4 separate regions of the Mus musculus genome follow, and regions 1, 3 and 4 are each linked to region 2. The links are chromatin contacts, called in public Hi-C and HiChIP or PLAC-seq maps. All regions are on one chromosome and are shown on one strand. Each heading gives the region's core, a stretch centred on a gene start, on an enhancer-like site or on the middle of the called end of the contact. The rest is flanking DNA. Distances are from core to core; before and after follow the strand shown.

Region 1 (3,222 bases), core at 330-2,829, 940 kb after region 2:
CTTGATCATTAAGTTTTGTTTAATTTAGAAGAACATAATCTATAACCTAGAGATAACTACTGTCTTTGAAAACTACCATAGTGTGAAATATAAAATTATACTTTTACTTAATGATAAACATTGTCTTCTTTGAGTGGCACTTAAAATTGAGAAAATATTTAAAACCGACCATACTTGTATAACTCAGCATATTTATGTTAGCTATAATTAAGAAATAAAGAACAAGCCATACAGTAGTGGCTCACACCTTCAATCCCAGCACTGGTGTGTCAGTGATAGGTGGATTTCTGAGTTCAAGGCCAGCATGGGCTACAGAGTAAGACCCAGGATAGCCAGGGTTACACAAAGAAACCCTGTCTTGAAAAACAAAACAAAATAAAGCAAAACAAACAAACAAAAAGAACAAATAACAAAAATTAGTTTATACAGTCATGAGTAAGATAAGTGGTTTGCCTTTATTTTCAATTTTAGAAGCATTTTGGTTATATCTAATCATGGTTAAGGATAAAATATGTCCAAGATATTGTTTATGTTCAAAATATTGAACTAGTTTCTTTGTAGTCAGTTTTATTTTGAATATATAAACAGTTGTATAGAAATAAATTATATAAAGTTTCAAAGATTGCTTAAGTTGAATATGCAGGACAAAACCTCAGGGTCTTATACTTAAAGGGAATATTGATTTATGTTAAATTTTAAAGGAATTGATTAGATTATCCATGTTGCCTGGTTAACACAGCAGTCTTGTGCTCTTGCCACAGATTGCCTTTAAAAAAACGCAGTGAGGGTTTTCCTAGGGAGCCAGTGCCTCTGAGTTCTTATGACACATGTATTTTTTTAACATCAAATTTAATATTTTGACAACATATGAACCACATGCGAGTACTTTGTCTACAGGTTTTCTGTTGGGCAGGTGCCATCTGTGGTTGTGAAGCCAAGTGTTCTTCTGGGGCAGAATAATCGAATCAGAGTTAATGGGGTGACCATCTAAGCAGGGCTCTTTGTCATTAAGGTCCACTCTTGTGATAGTAGCACATTATCCCACTGATTGGATTTGTAGGAAGGCATCCACCTGTGGCCCATGTTGGCAGACAAGAGACTGACTGCAGAGGCAGCCCCGGCGAAGGAGAAGCAGGGGGTAGCTGTCCTGGGCAGCAGAGGCTTTGGCTGGAAAGCCACACTTGCAGGATGGCTTAAGCAATACAAGTAGGTGCGTGACTCCCATGGTATTTGGTTCATGTAGGTCCCAAAATAAAGCAACCAAAAGCAGAGGGTTAGATTCTGTGGCATTGGAAAGGAAGGATTTATCTTGAACAAGTGAAAAGCAAAAGCCTGGGGAGACCCACAGCCAGCTGATGAGACAAGATTTAAGCACATGGAGCCCTTTACCTCCATCTCAGGGATGATTTTCTGTTTGGATGAGAGCTATTGTAAGAATTTCCATGTCTGTTGGGGGCACTGAAGTTCTCACAGACTATGGTAAACACAATTTGGCTCACACGCTCTCATAATCAGGCTGACTTGCAGTGAAACAGAGAGTGCTCTATAGCTGTGCCAGGCCTCTAGCAGTACCAACTGTTAAATAATAAACAGGCCCTGTTTGTTGGCAGCCTCTTCCCCTCCTGCCAACACGGAGTGCCCATTTTCTGGGTTTACCTGCCCGCATGTGTTCAGACACTCAGAACAGTGTGTGTGTTGTGTGAGGCAGTGATGGCGTGAACAAATCAGTCTACATCTAATCTGCTTAGTTTATTATTCCCTCAGGACATCGGGTAAGCTAGCAGACATGCAGGGCTTGGGCAGCACAAACAATGGCCGTGCTGTTGTTCTAGATAATGTTACAGGCTTTGAAGAGGGCACTAGCTAATTGTTTTTCTTACGTTTATTTTCTCTTCCTGTTCTTTTTGTATTGGTTTGGTGGAGTATGGATTAGGGAAAATGAGAATGAATCTGCCAATGAGATACTTTACCTCAGGAAGTTAGAAAGTATCTGGGCTGGTTATGTTATTTCACTGGCAAGATGTCTTTGTTTAATGTGCATTGAGTAGTGAGTCATTCTGGAAGTACTTTCTCAAGTCCCACAAGGTACAGATAACCCCAGAGAAGATGCCCACACTTGGCTCAGTGGGTGTGTCACACTATAACTAAAGCATCAAAGTCCATGGTGAGGTCAGACTTCTTCCCTATACCATCACTAAGTGCTATGGAAGGGCAGTGTAAGTAAGATCCAGTTGGAAGCAGTATCCACCTAGTCTCCTTCATGCTCCAACCACCACCTCCCTTTCTCTGAAGGAAAGATTCCTACATGTCCTCTATACAGTCACTGTGATGTTCTTCTCCCAGGAAAAGTCCCTTGATAATGTTAGTTTTACAATGCTGCTTTGGCCAAATGAATTTCATATGTTTCACAGATGTAGTGCTCAAAAATAGACTCTTAAAATTCCCACACCCTCTTCAACCCCAGCAAAGCCACGATGCTCATCGCTAGGAGTAAGCTTTGTATGTTTAGGCCTAAGTGACACATTTAAGTGGAGTTCCTAAGCAGCATGAAGGGTAACTATGAAGCAAAAGATATTCATTCATTCATTCATTTCCCCCCCCCCCAACCGCCTTTCTTCTTTCTCATAAGTTAAGTGAAAAGAAAGACCTTAACTTTCTTCTAATGGCAATATCATTATGAAAAATAGCCTTTGTTAGACGTTTCTATTATAATCCATTTGTTTAAAATTGTCATTCACATTCCCTTGTAATGATGGTTCCCACATGATGAAGCTCTTCGTTGATTGGGAGAGCAAAACCATTTGCTTGCATGAAATGAAATTTCATTCTCAGATCACTAAATACGGGCTACACTGTGGAGTAATCATTCAGTCTTTTTGACTAGGATATTTTTAGATCAAAAGTAAATAGTTGGATGACAGGCTCTGGTGACAGCACAGTCTGTGGAGGTTCAGAGTGTTGGGCTGTGATATCCAACCCAGTCTTCTCTGGATTTATCCCTCAACAGTATGCAGTGGAAGCTAACTTTTATTTCTTTTCATTAAAAACTCAAGGACCTCTTTTCTCACTATCTTTTGAAAAAGACCTTGCTAATTCAGCCTAAAACTTGTAGTTCTCCTTAAATTTACATTTATTTTGAGAATTAATTTTTAAAATCTTACCAGTATATTCTCAGTACTAGGCTGGAACCCTGAGCCTCTTGCATGCAGAGCTCTTCCTGTG
Region 2 (3,133 bases), core at 627-3,126:
CCATAGGCAGCTCGCAACCACCTGTGACTCAAGGGGATGAGAAACAACAACAGAAAACAACTGTCTTCAAGCTGACTCTTGTCCTTAGACAAGAGGAAGAAACAAAGAAACAACAAGAATGAACCAGCACCCTGCTCAACAGAAAGTCCAGGTGCAGACACAGCATAAAAGTGGCCACCAGCCCGCAAAGGACAGAGACACTAAGAGAAACCGAGACTATAGACACTTCAGTGGCTTTCAGCCTTCATTATTTTATTTTATTTTTGACTTTTGGGGTTCTTTTTCGGGGGGGTTGGTTGGTTGGTTGGTTTCAGATTCCCAAAGTATTTTCCCCCATTTAAGGTGCTTTTCTGCAACACAGTCCATTGGCTGTAATGGAAAATGGCTTGTGTCCAAGCTGAATTTCTATCTTCAGGTATCCTTGGCACTGTCCAGAAGGAGGCTCCCTTCCTGAGAGGAGCCTCTGAAAGAATCTTGATAACACTGAATCAGGAGATGCCCATTCCACCCCTACAACCAGCCCACAATGTGGTAAAATAAGCTGTATTGACCAAAACATTTTCATGAAACCATTTGTTATGGTAAATGAGTTTGGGCACCACTGCCCACACCCATCTGCAACGATTAATCTTCTGCCAAAACAGTTTTTATCATCCTGTCCAGGCTTTTGAAATGTGACCTCCCTCTCCAATTTTGGAATCAAATTCAACAGTGTTGGCAAAATAGTAGTGACTAAGGCTGGTGTCTAGAAAATTCCTTTCAACCTTTTTTACAGCTTGCATGGAGATCAGGCCAACACAGAACCAGCAAAATCTCTTTCCTTTTGTTGTGTCGAAGAAGACAAAAGGGAGGAGTCAAGGGCTACAGATGTGACTCCAAAGAAGCACTGTTTGTGACTCCCTGTGGCTTTTACAGGTTAGCTTTACTTTTTGTTGTTGTTGTTGTTGTTGACGAATAGGTGGCAGAAGCCCTGGAAAAGTATTTGTCACATGCAATTGGATTCTTTGCAGCTACACTTGTATTTCCCTAAGGGTCCGTGAGTCCATAGAGATCAGCCGTGAGGGGGAGAGATTGCGTGTGACTGTGCATGAATCAGAAGAAGAACAAAAAGATGCGGCTGATGGTGGCAGGGAAAGACTGGAGTTAATAAGCCAGCATGTGCCTGAGGATTCTATCAGGCACAGGGATGGATGACATAATTGTTTTCTGCCTCTAATGATCTCAGAGATGTGGGATACAAGAGAATATTAAAACAAGACAGAAAGATGGAAACTCATTTTCAGCAGCTGTCAACCAAAATGGGATGTAAACTAGGAGAGAGGCATATTGAAATGTTCACAGGGTTCACTTCATCAAAATGAGCTTTTACCTCTCCCGGATGTCACGCCCTCCTTTTCTTGAGCGGAAGCAGCCTCCCCCCGCCCCCCAAACTGTTGCTCCTTGTATTCTTCCCACAACCTCTGCTGTCACTCCAGTCTCTCGTCACTGTCACCTTGCCTCTCTCCCTTCTTAACATCGTTCAATTTTTTCCTAATCCTCTCTTTCCTCGCCGCAAACATGTTTTTAGTCTCTTTCCTTTCTTCGCTCTATCCCCCTCACCCACCCTCACTTCTGCCATTAATAAGTAACTGAGTGAACCTGGAAACCCTTTTTGTGATGCCAGGAGTTGAATGGAAACGAAAGGAAAAAAAAAAAAAAAAGTCCCTATGAAAAGCACTCCAGTGTCCCCGCCCCGCCTCGGGTGCGGGTGGGCTGTGGCGTCTGCGAAGCCGCGATGCTTGCACGTGCCACGAGGGGGCAGAGGTGCGCGCCAGCGAGCCCGCACCGCCATCCAGCGCGGCAGGAAGTGCTTGGAGGGCGGGCGCCAGCGGCTGCTCTCTTGGCGTCACCCATCACCGCTGCTGACAGCCGCGTAAGGTTTCCGCCTGCTCCCTGGATGTCCACGGATGGGCGCGGCGAAGAAGCAAAGGATTCCTGATGCAAGCGGGAGGGGTAAAGTCTGCCTCAGGCCAATACAGATAGATCTTTTCCCGAAACAAAGGAGCCAGTGGTGCCGTTACGATCAGAGCATCAAGAAGCATAGCTGGGGGAGCCCCTAGGAGCCCAGCAGCCTACCGAGGTCCCCTTTGCTTCCCTGCCCCAGCTCTTCCCCGCCTGCGATGCAAGGGGGTCACATTCCTGAGCTCCTCAGTCCCCTTCCCAGGTAGCTGGAGTAGCTGGAGCCTTCATCTTTGTTAGCCAGGTCACTGTGAATCCAAACAGCAGCTTGCTTGGCCTTTTGGGTGACAGGCGAGATTAGAAGTAGCCCACAGGCTCCGTGTAGGGGAAGGATTGATTAACATTCTTCCCCTGCGGGTTCAGTTTCCTGCAAATCGCAGTAGGCTCAATTCAGCAGCAGATGGCGGTAACGCTTCTGTCAACCTGAGGATTCTCTGTGGCTGGACACACAAGTCCACACACACACACACACACACACACACACACACCCCACCCCACACCATGTATCACATACCACCACGCCTTAAGCAAGCACACTTTGAGAGTCTGGAGCCCCACAGAGATTCTGATCCCTCCAATAAATTTCCAAAGCAGGATAGGATGGAGAGAAAGACCACAATGATGGCAGAGTAATAGCCATTTGTTGGCGGCTCTGAGCCAGGTGCGCACTGCTTTTACAAGACGGGTAGTAAAATAACGGTGTTCAACTTTTATATGATGAGGTAAGGTTAGTTAAGAAATTAACTGCCCGCATTTTCCTTGCCTTTAAGTTGTGAGAATACACAGGTGCCTTTTCCATTCAAAGAAGGTAACTAGGCCTGATTCTCATTCTCTCTCTCTCTCTCTCTCTCTCTCTCTCTCTCTCTCTCGGAGCAGACGGCTCTTCATTTATTTAATTATTTATTTATTAGCTTTTAAAGGATTAGAATTATTCGACCGACTGCTTTTAGACAGGATTCCTCCTGTGCTAATAGTGCTTTAAGAATGAGGATCTTGGTGTAGCAGTCTGCCGTTACAGCTTTTCCCAGAGGAAATATCTCCAGACACTGCTTCTCAAGGATGGTCAGAAGTGGGACCCACCCGAGGGACTGGTGCTCCTGTAGCGTGGAAGAAATGGCTTCCTAGCCGTTGCAGG
Region 3 (2,829 bases), core at 215-2,714, 560 kb after region 2:
AGATTCTAAGAGCCACTTCAAAAATAGCCATGCAATAGATCTTCATTATCAACGACCACCAGGAAACAGCACTGTTAACTATTGCACGAATCTCAGCCTTACCATATCCAAAATAGTGATCAGAGACATAACACACGGAGAAAATCTTTACCAAGTAGGTCTCAAAGCATAAGAAGTGAAATGTAATTCTTTTCCTACCCATCTCAACATCTGCTTCCTAAACTTAGGATTCTTTCTAGGAACATGCTAGCTTAATTTATCTCCCTTACAAATTGATTTAGTACCTTATAATAACCTGGAATTCATTATATCATTATATATATATATATATTTCTTAAAAAGCCACCCATCTTATTTCCTCACAAGCATCTGTATTGTGCAAGTAACATCCTACAGATCTGTAATGCAGCATTTGGTGCTGTTCGACCTATACCAATCACAGCCAATGCCCATTGATTCCAGTATGCTTCACGATCTGTCCCGCATATGCCATTTTCTAAACATGCACAGTAAGAGGGAGAATAACTGGCATTTTAAGTATCAAGTGCAGGGTAACAACAAGCATTGTCCCTGGTTTGCTTGTGTTGTGACTGACTCAAGAAATAGATAAGCTAATATTCCACAAAATGTCAAGACACACTGGGATCATTTTGAAGAGACACAATCATAATTCAGCTCACTATACCTCCTGAATTGCTATTACACACTAATCCGACTGGAGGGCATTTTGACTGCTTTGATGTACAGTCTTTACTGGCTCAATTGTCCCATCTCAAATGTTCTAATGAAACGTTCTCTGCGAAGAAGAGATTTTGGAAACTGTACCTTAACACCAGAAGATATTGTTGGATTCAGTATCTATTCACTCTTCAAACCAACTGACAAATAACCAATGACATAAAGTAGATAGTAGCCTGCATATTGGCACCCATGCATAAATGTACAGGCTCTTTATATTATTTATCTAAGAAGTAATTGTTGAGCATTGACTGTGCCCACTTCCTCCCCCTTCCATCTAAGCAGCAGAATCGGTTAGGGACCTGCAATGCTATCCTCATTTAGCAACAGCAGAGCAGTGTCAGCAGCTCTATTCTGTGCTCTTTTGTTCAGCTTCTCTTTATTTCAGTGGTGTCTGCACAGCTCACCTGATGTCACTGGGAGAGAAAAAGAGACTAGCAAAACCCTTTGAATCGTTCTCATAGCTGGATTTATGTAATAGAAAACCTCATGATCCTGAGAACGTGTATTTTCATACATTACGATGTCAAAGTACTCTACTGCATAGCAAGCTGGGTAGACTGGAATATAAAGTGCTTCCGGTGGGAAGTGAGGAGACAGACAGAAGAATGTTTTCCTGTTCTCAGAAAAGCTAGTCAGATAGCTCTGTTTGAAAGGCAGCGTGTGTCAGTGTGAAGTAATCCTGCCCTCTCTCTTCCTCCCTGGCTTCTCCAGGGAAATGAGTCACACCTGGTCGCTGCCCTTCGGAGGGTGTTTGATGTTCTAAATTCTCATCAGCCCTGCACAGCTAGGATGATGTCAGCACAGTTGACATTGTTAGATCCCTGCTCTGCTTACATCAATTCCCTGTCGCTCGGGTGTCAGATCAGTGTGAAGAATGGAAGGGGGGAATCATCTTCTTAGCAACGAATCCCACTGAATCCCATGTCTCTAGGATCCTGAAAAGACATCTGGCACTTTGCTTTGGGGATTTCCTGTGCATGCCAGAATTTTAGTTAGATTAAAATACAGCCGCAGTGAGTCAAAAAGAAACCTCCCATCTTCTTCCACCAGAATGTATATGCTTTTACAGTACTTCACTTCCAAATGTTTATCACCAAAGTACACTATTTATTCACGTACCCCTGAATTCCTCTAGGATATACTTTCTTGGCTTGATAATCTTACTTCTGCTTAAAGCCAGAAAAGTCAAAAGGGGGCCATCTTTCCACCCTTCAGTAGTCAAACGCCATAGATAGGTATAAGTATATAAAATACACAATCACCTTACAAAAGAAAGAAAGAAAGAAAGAAAGAAAGAAAGAAAGAAGGAAGGAAGGAAGGAAGGAAGGAAGGAAGGAAGGAAGGAAGGAAAGAAAGAAAGAAAGAAAGAAAGAAAGAAAGAAAGAAAGAAAGAAAGAAAGAAAGAAAGATGGCCATGCTAATAAGAACAGGATCCAGATAGAGTACAGAATCATTTCCTGGATGCACTCAGAAGACTAGAATCATTAAATACGAAGCGTAACAACAGCACAATAAACTCAGACAGCTGCAGCCTTCAGATTCATCTATGTATTGATTATCCAGGGGAAGGCAGAGAGACCTTAGGAAAAGGATCTAAAAGGTTACTTTGGAAAATGTTACAGTGCAACAGCCAATAGAACCCTGCCCCTCATGCCAATAGCTGTCAGAAACCCCAACAATGAAGATTTAACGTCTACTCTTCCAGAACAACGTCTCAGAATTATTCTATCTCAGCTCTTTATGCAAACGCTTTTCGTTGCTTTCTAGCTCTCTTTGTGCTCAACCACTTATTCATCTTAGAACCATTTCTGGCTACAGCATCTTCCTCTGGGATAGTTAGAGTCAAGTGACCGAGGTGGGTAAGTGAGTGGACACCAAAATGCTGTGTGATAAGCATTCTCATTAGAAATAGCCTTAGGGTTCAGAGAGGATAAGAAACAAAGGGGAAGGCAAACCCAGGCTCTGGAACAGGAAGAAGTCCTCAGAATGGCATGCTGAGTATTCACCATTTGGTTTTGTTTTTATAATTGCAATTCAAATGATAATTTTAAATCCTGATACTTGGTCCATAGAATGCAAGTATACATT
Region 4 (2,948 bases), core at 174-2,673, 530 kb after region 2:
ATTGCTCAGGGACCATCCTCTCCAGCATCTAGGTGATGCTCCCATTAATGCCAGCCTTCCCCACTAGCATCCATATTTCCCCCATTGTAACTAGGTAACTAGGTAACTAGGTATTACCTCTAGTGGCAGGAAGAGAGAACCCCATCAAAAGGTACATAGAAGTCAAGGTCAACACACACCTAATTTGCTTTTCCTTTATGTAATATGGTCTCACTAGGTTTCTGTAAAATGGAGCCAGGCTGCTAAACCCAGTGAGATGTACAAAGAAAAGGACATTATTGTCATGCTCAAGGAGGGCTTTACTTAAAAAAAAAAAAAAAAAAAAAAAAAGGAGCGGGGGAGAAAATATCTTAGTCTGAGAGCACAAGGGAGGGGCCATAAACATGATAGTTGAGGACAGACTACCAGAGAAGCCCCTTGAAGCATTCGGCCCATGGCTTACAGAGCATTCGGTCCCTGTTTAGCACAAGGACAGTCTAGAGATGCTCTGTCTATCTGCTGATCAGAGACAAGGCTGCACAGAGGAGTGCCACTTAAATCCCATTCCAGCTGCTCCCCATGTCAGAAGTCCACACCGGAAAACTGGAATAGGCTCTGATGTGAGAGAGCTGCCCCATGGTTCAGAGTAGCAAGAACTCGGACCTGCTGACCGCTTGCAGCTCTGAGCACAACAGAATGTAGTAAAAGCCTTGCAGAGATGCAAAATTAGATGAGTGGTCTCCGGGGAAATGAATGAATAAACACTAATGTCTGCTGTCTGACTGTCTACTCATTTGCTTGTGATATTTATATTGAAGGCCTTCAGCGTGCTGATCGCATTTTAAAAGCCAAGTATGTGTATGCTGGTTTACAAGTATACAATCTAGAGAATGAAGCCTAGTTGATCTAAAGAGGTCTGTCCCCATGCCTCCCATCTTCACAGGGAAGAGGCAGAGGGGACAGAGGCAGCCTGCAACTCAATGAAGTTTGCCTATTCAGGCTTTGACCTTTGCTCTTCTTGTCTTGCCAGTGACACTGAAGATTCTTAATCTAGTCACTTGAGATGACCTGTGTTACTAGAAACCATTACGGTCAAAATGAAAACGCATTAAAAGGCAGGTAATATGCTTGCTACTGTGATACATGGGACTTTATTCTTCCTGCAGAGTGCAGAGCAACGCGAGTCTGCCCCATCAGCACAGAAACAGGACAATCTTTCATATGGATGAAATAGCCTTGAAAGCTTCGTCACTGCAGAGCAGAGAGAAGCTACTAAAATGGTTCTTCTTAGCCTCTTTCTGCTGATAAAAAAAAATGGAGAGAGAGAGAGAGTGAGAGAGTGAGAGAGAGAGAGAGAGAGAGAGAGACTGCACCACCTCCCAAGGGCTTCAATGCAGTTGCTATGGCAACACTATATCTGAGTCAGAACTATTAACAATCACCATGGCAACAAGTGTCTCACTTGCCATTTCCAGAAACTGGATGCGTTTGGACTGAAATCATCACACCATGAAGAAAGGGGTGGGGCCTCTCTCTCACTAGGAAACAGAAATACTTTCTCCAAATACCTTACGCAAAAAAAAAAAAATGTTTTAAGTAAAATGAAGTTAAATAGGAAGGGAATCATGTTGTTATGAGCCACACAACACTGTCTCTGTAATCTTATTGTTTGTTGGAATTAGTGCCAAAAATGTTAATAATCAGGATGTTAAATTTATTTTACCCATAAGTCCCAGTAAAATCTTTCATATATATGAGTGAACTTCCTTCCTGTTTTGTCAACGTGAACAAGAACACATTTTATATGTCTTGCCTGGCTCTCTTCTGTATCTGCGTAATCTCCCTAGCCTTACCCCGTCAGACACCCTCGTGAATATTTAGCACAGTAGAATTCTTTAGAGATTTGTGGATCACACTTGTCAAGCAGAAGAAATGATCGTGCTTATTCCTGTAGAGGCACCGAAATGGAGGGTGTGGTGCTGTTCGAGAAGAGGTCATGTTTCAACTTGGGGCTCTTCCTACTGCACAGTTTCAGATACAGAATGCTAAAATAGTTGGTGATACTGGACTTCACCTCAGGTGTGACCTCAGTGAGTGACTGCACACTGGCAGAAAAATCAACACTAGCTTGCTCTTTCTTGAGACCTGTTGGTTGAGTTCTCTTTGCTTTTTCATGACCCTTCCTTCCCTAATTGTCCCAGGATGCATTTCACTGCCAATGTTCCTGCCTCCAATCTATGTCATGTCATATTCTTGAGGTTTCTATCCCAGGGCCAAAAGAGGTTACCTGGTAGCCTTGAAGATAATTTCTCCTGTACTTTACCAATAGAAAGGTACAAGAGTGATGTGAAACAGATTTTCCTAAAACAAAAGCCAAATGAGATCAATGCTCAGATTAATATCTTTTTTTTCTTTTCTTTTCTCAGAACCTTGCTTAGTTAGAACAAGAATTCTCTTACAGAGACAAAGTTTGGAGCTGAGACAAAAGGATGGTCCATCTAGAGACTGCCATATCCAGGGATCCATCCCATAATTAGCCTCCAAACGATGACACCATTGCATACACTAGCAAGCCTTTGTTGCAAGGACGGTGATATAGCTGTCCCTTGTGAGACTACCCTGGGGCCTAGCAAACACAGAAGTGGATGCTCACAGTCAACTATTGGATGGATCACAGGGCCCCCAATGGAGGAGCTAGAGAAAGTATCCAAGGAGCTAAAGAGATCTGCAACCCTGTCGGAGGAACAACATTATGAACTAACCAGTACCCCAGAGCTCTTGACTCTAGCTGCATATGTATCAAAAGATGACCTAGTCGGCCATCACTGGAAAGAGAGGCCCATTGGTCAGGCAAACGTTATATGCCCCAGTACAGGGGAATGCCAGGGTCAAAAAATGGGAATGGGTGGGTAGGGGAGTGGGGGGGGGGGACTTTTGGAATAGCATTGGAAATGTAATTGAAGAAAATA

What was found. A called contact is a pair of places that touch in the nucleus more often than the background predicts. HiChIP or PLAC-seq counts read pairs in DNA pulled down with a chosen protein or histone mark.
Region 1: a contact with region 2 is called in an H3K4me3 HiChIP or PLAC-seq map of stem cell-derived neural progenitor cells, with 10 times the contacts expected there. The contact joins two enhancer-like sites. A contact is called at or near these places in 2 of 115 datasets of contacts at active chromatin or transcription factors (extraembryonic endoderm stem cells and stem cell-derived neural progenitor cells) and 1 of 9 other capture datasets (embryonic tail).
Region 3: a contact with region 2 is called in a Hi-C map of the N1E-115 cell line, with 10 times the contacts expected there. The contact joins two enhancer-like sites. A contact is called at or near these places in 2 of 484 Hi-C or Micro-C datasets (the N1E-115 cell line and cerebral cortex) and 9 of 115 datasets of contacts at active chromatin or transcription factors (embryonic basal ganglia, embryonic forebrain, embryonic hindbrain and 5 more).
Region 4: a contact with region 2 is called in an H3K4me3 HiChIP or PLAC-seq map of embryonic basal ganglia, with 4 times the contacts expected there. The contact joins two enhancer-like sites. A contact is called at or near these places in 7 of 115 datasets of contacts at active chromatin or transcription factors (embryonic basal ganglia, embryonic forebrain, embryonic hindbrain and 4 more).

Annotation. Positions count from the first base shown.
Region 1 is chr16:43,129,157-43,132,378 of GRCm38.p6, forward strand. All of the region lies in intron 2 of Zbtb20 (zinc finger and BTB domain containing 20), which reads left to right. Among named protein-coding and RNA genes, the nearest start is that of Gm25873, 4.5 kb to the left of the region's middle. Within about 2 kb of position 1,580, at least 73 of the 459 cell types and tissues checked have an H3K27ac peak or open chromatin away from gene starts, as enhancers often do. A contact at or near this core is called in stem cell-derived neural progenitor cells, where this site is marked.
Region 2 is chr16:42,188,490-42,191,622 of GRCm38.p6, forward strand. No RefSeq gene overlaps it. Among named protein-coding and RNA genes, the nearest start is that of Mir6540, 110 kb to the right of the region's middle. Within about 2 kb of position 1,877, at least 265 of the 459 cell types and tissues checked have an H3K27ac peak or open chromatin away from gene starts, as enhancers often do. A contact at or near this core is called in the N1E-115 cell line, cerebral cortex, embryonic basal ganglia and 2 more, where this site is marked.
Region 3 is chr16:42,744,932-42,747,760 of GRCm38.p6, forward strand. The region is part of intron 1 of 4932412D23Rik (RIKEN cDNA 4932412D23 gene); the gene reads right to left. Among named protein-coding and RNA genes, the nearest start is that of Gm29960, 94 kb to the left of the region's middle. Within about 2 kb of position 1,465, at least 69 of the 459 cell types and tissues checked have an H3K27ac peak or open chromatin away from gene starts, as enhancers often do. A contact at or near this core is called in the N1E-115 cell line and cerebral cortex, where this site is marked.
Region 4 is chr16:42,716,803-42,719,750 of GRCm38.p6, forward strand. No RefSeq gene overlaps it. Among named protein-coding and RNA genes, the nearest start is that of Gm29960, 66 kb to the left of the region's middle. Within about 2 kb of position 1,424, at least 65 of the 459 cell types and tissues checked have an H3K27ac peak or open chromatin away from gene starts, as enhancers often do. A contact at or near this core is called in embryonic basal ganglia and neural tube, where this site is marked.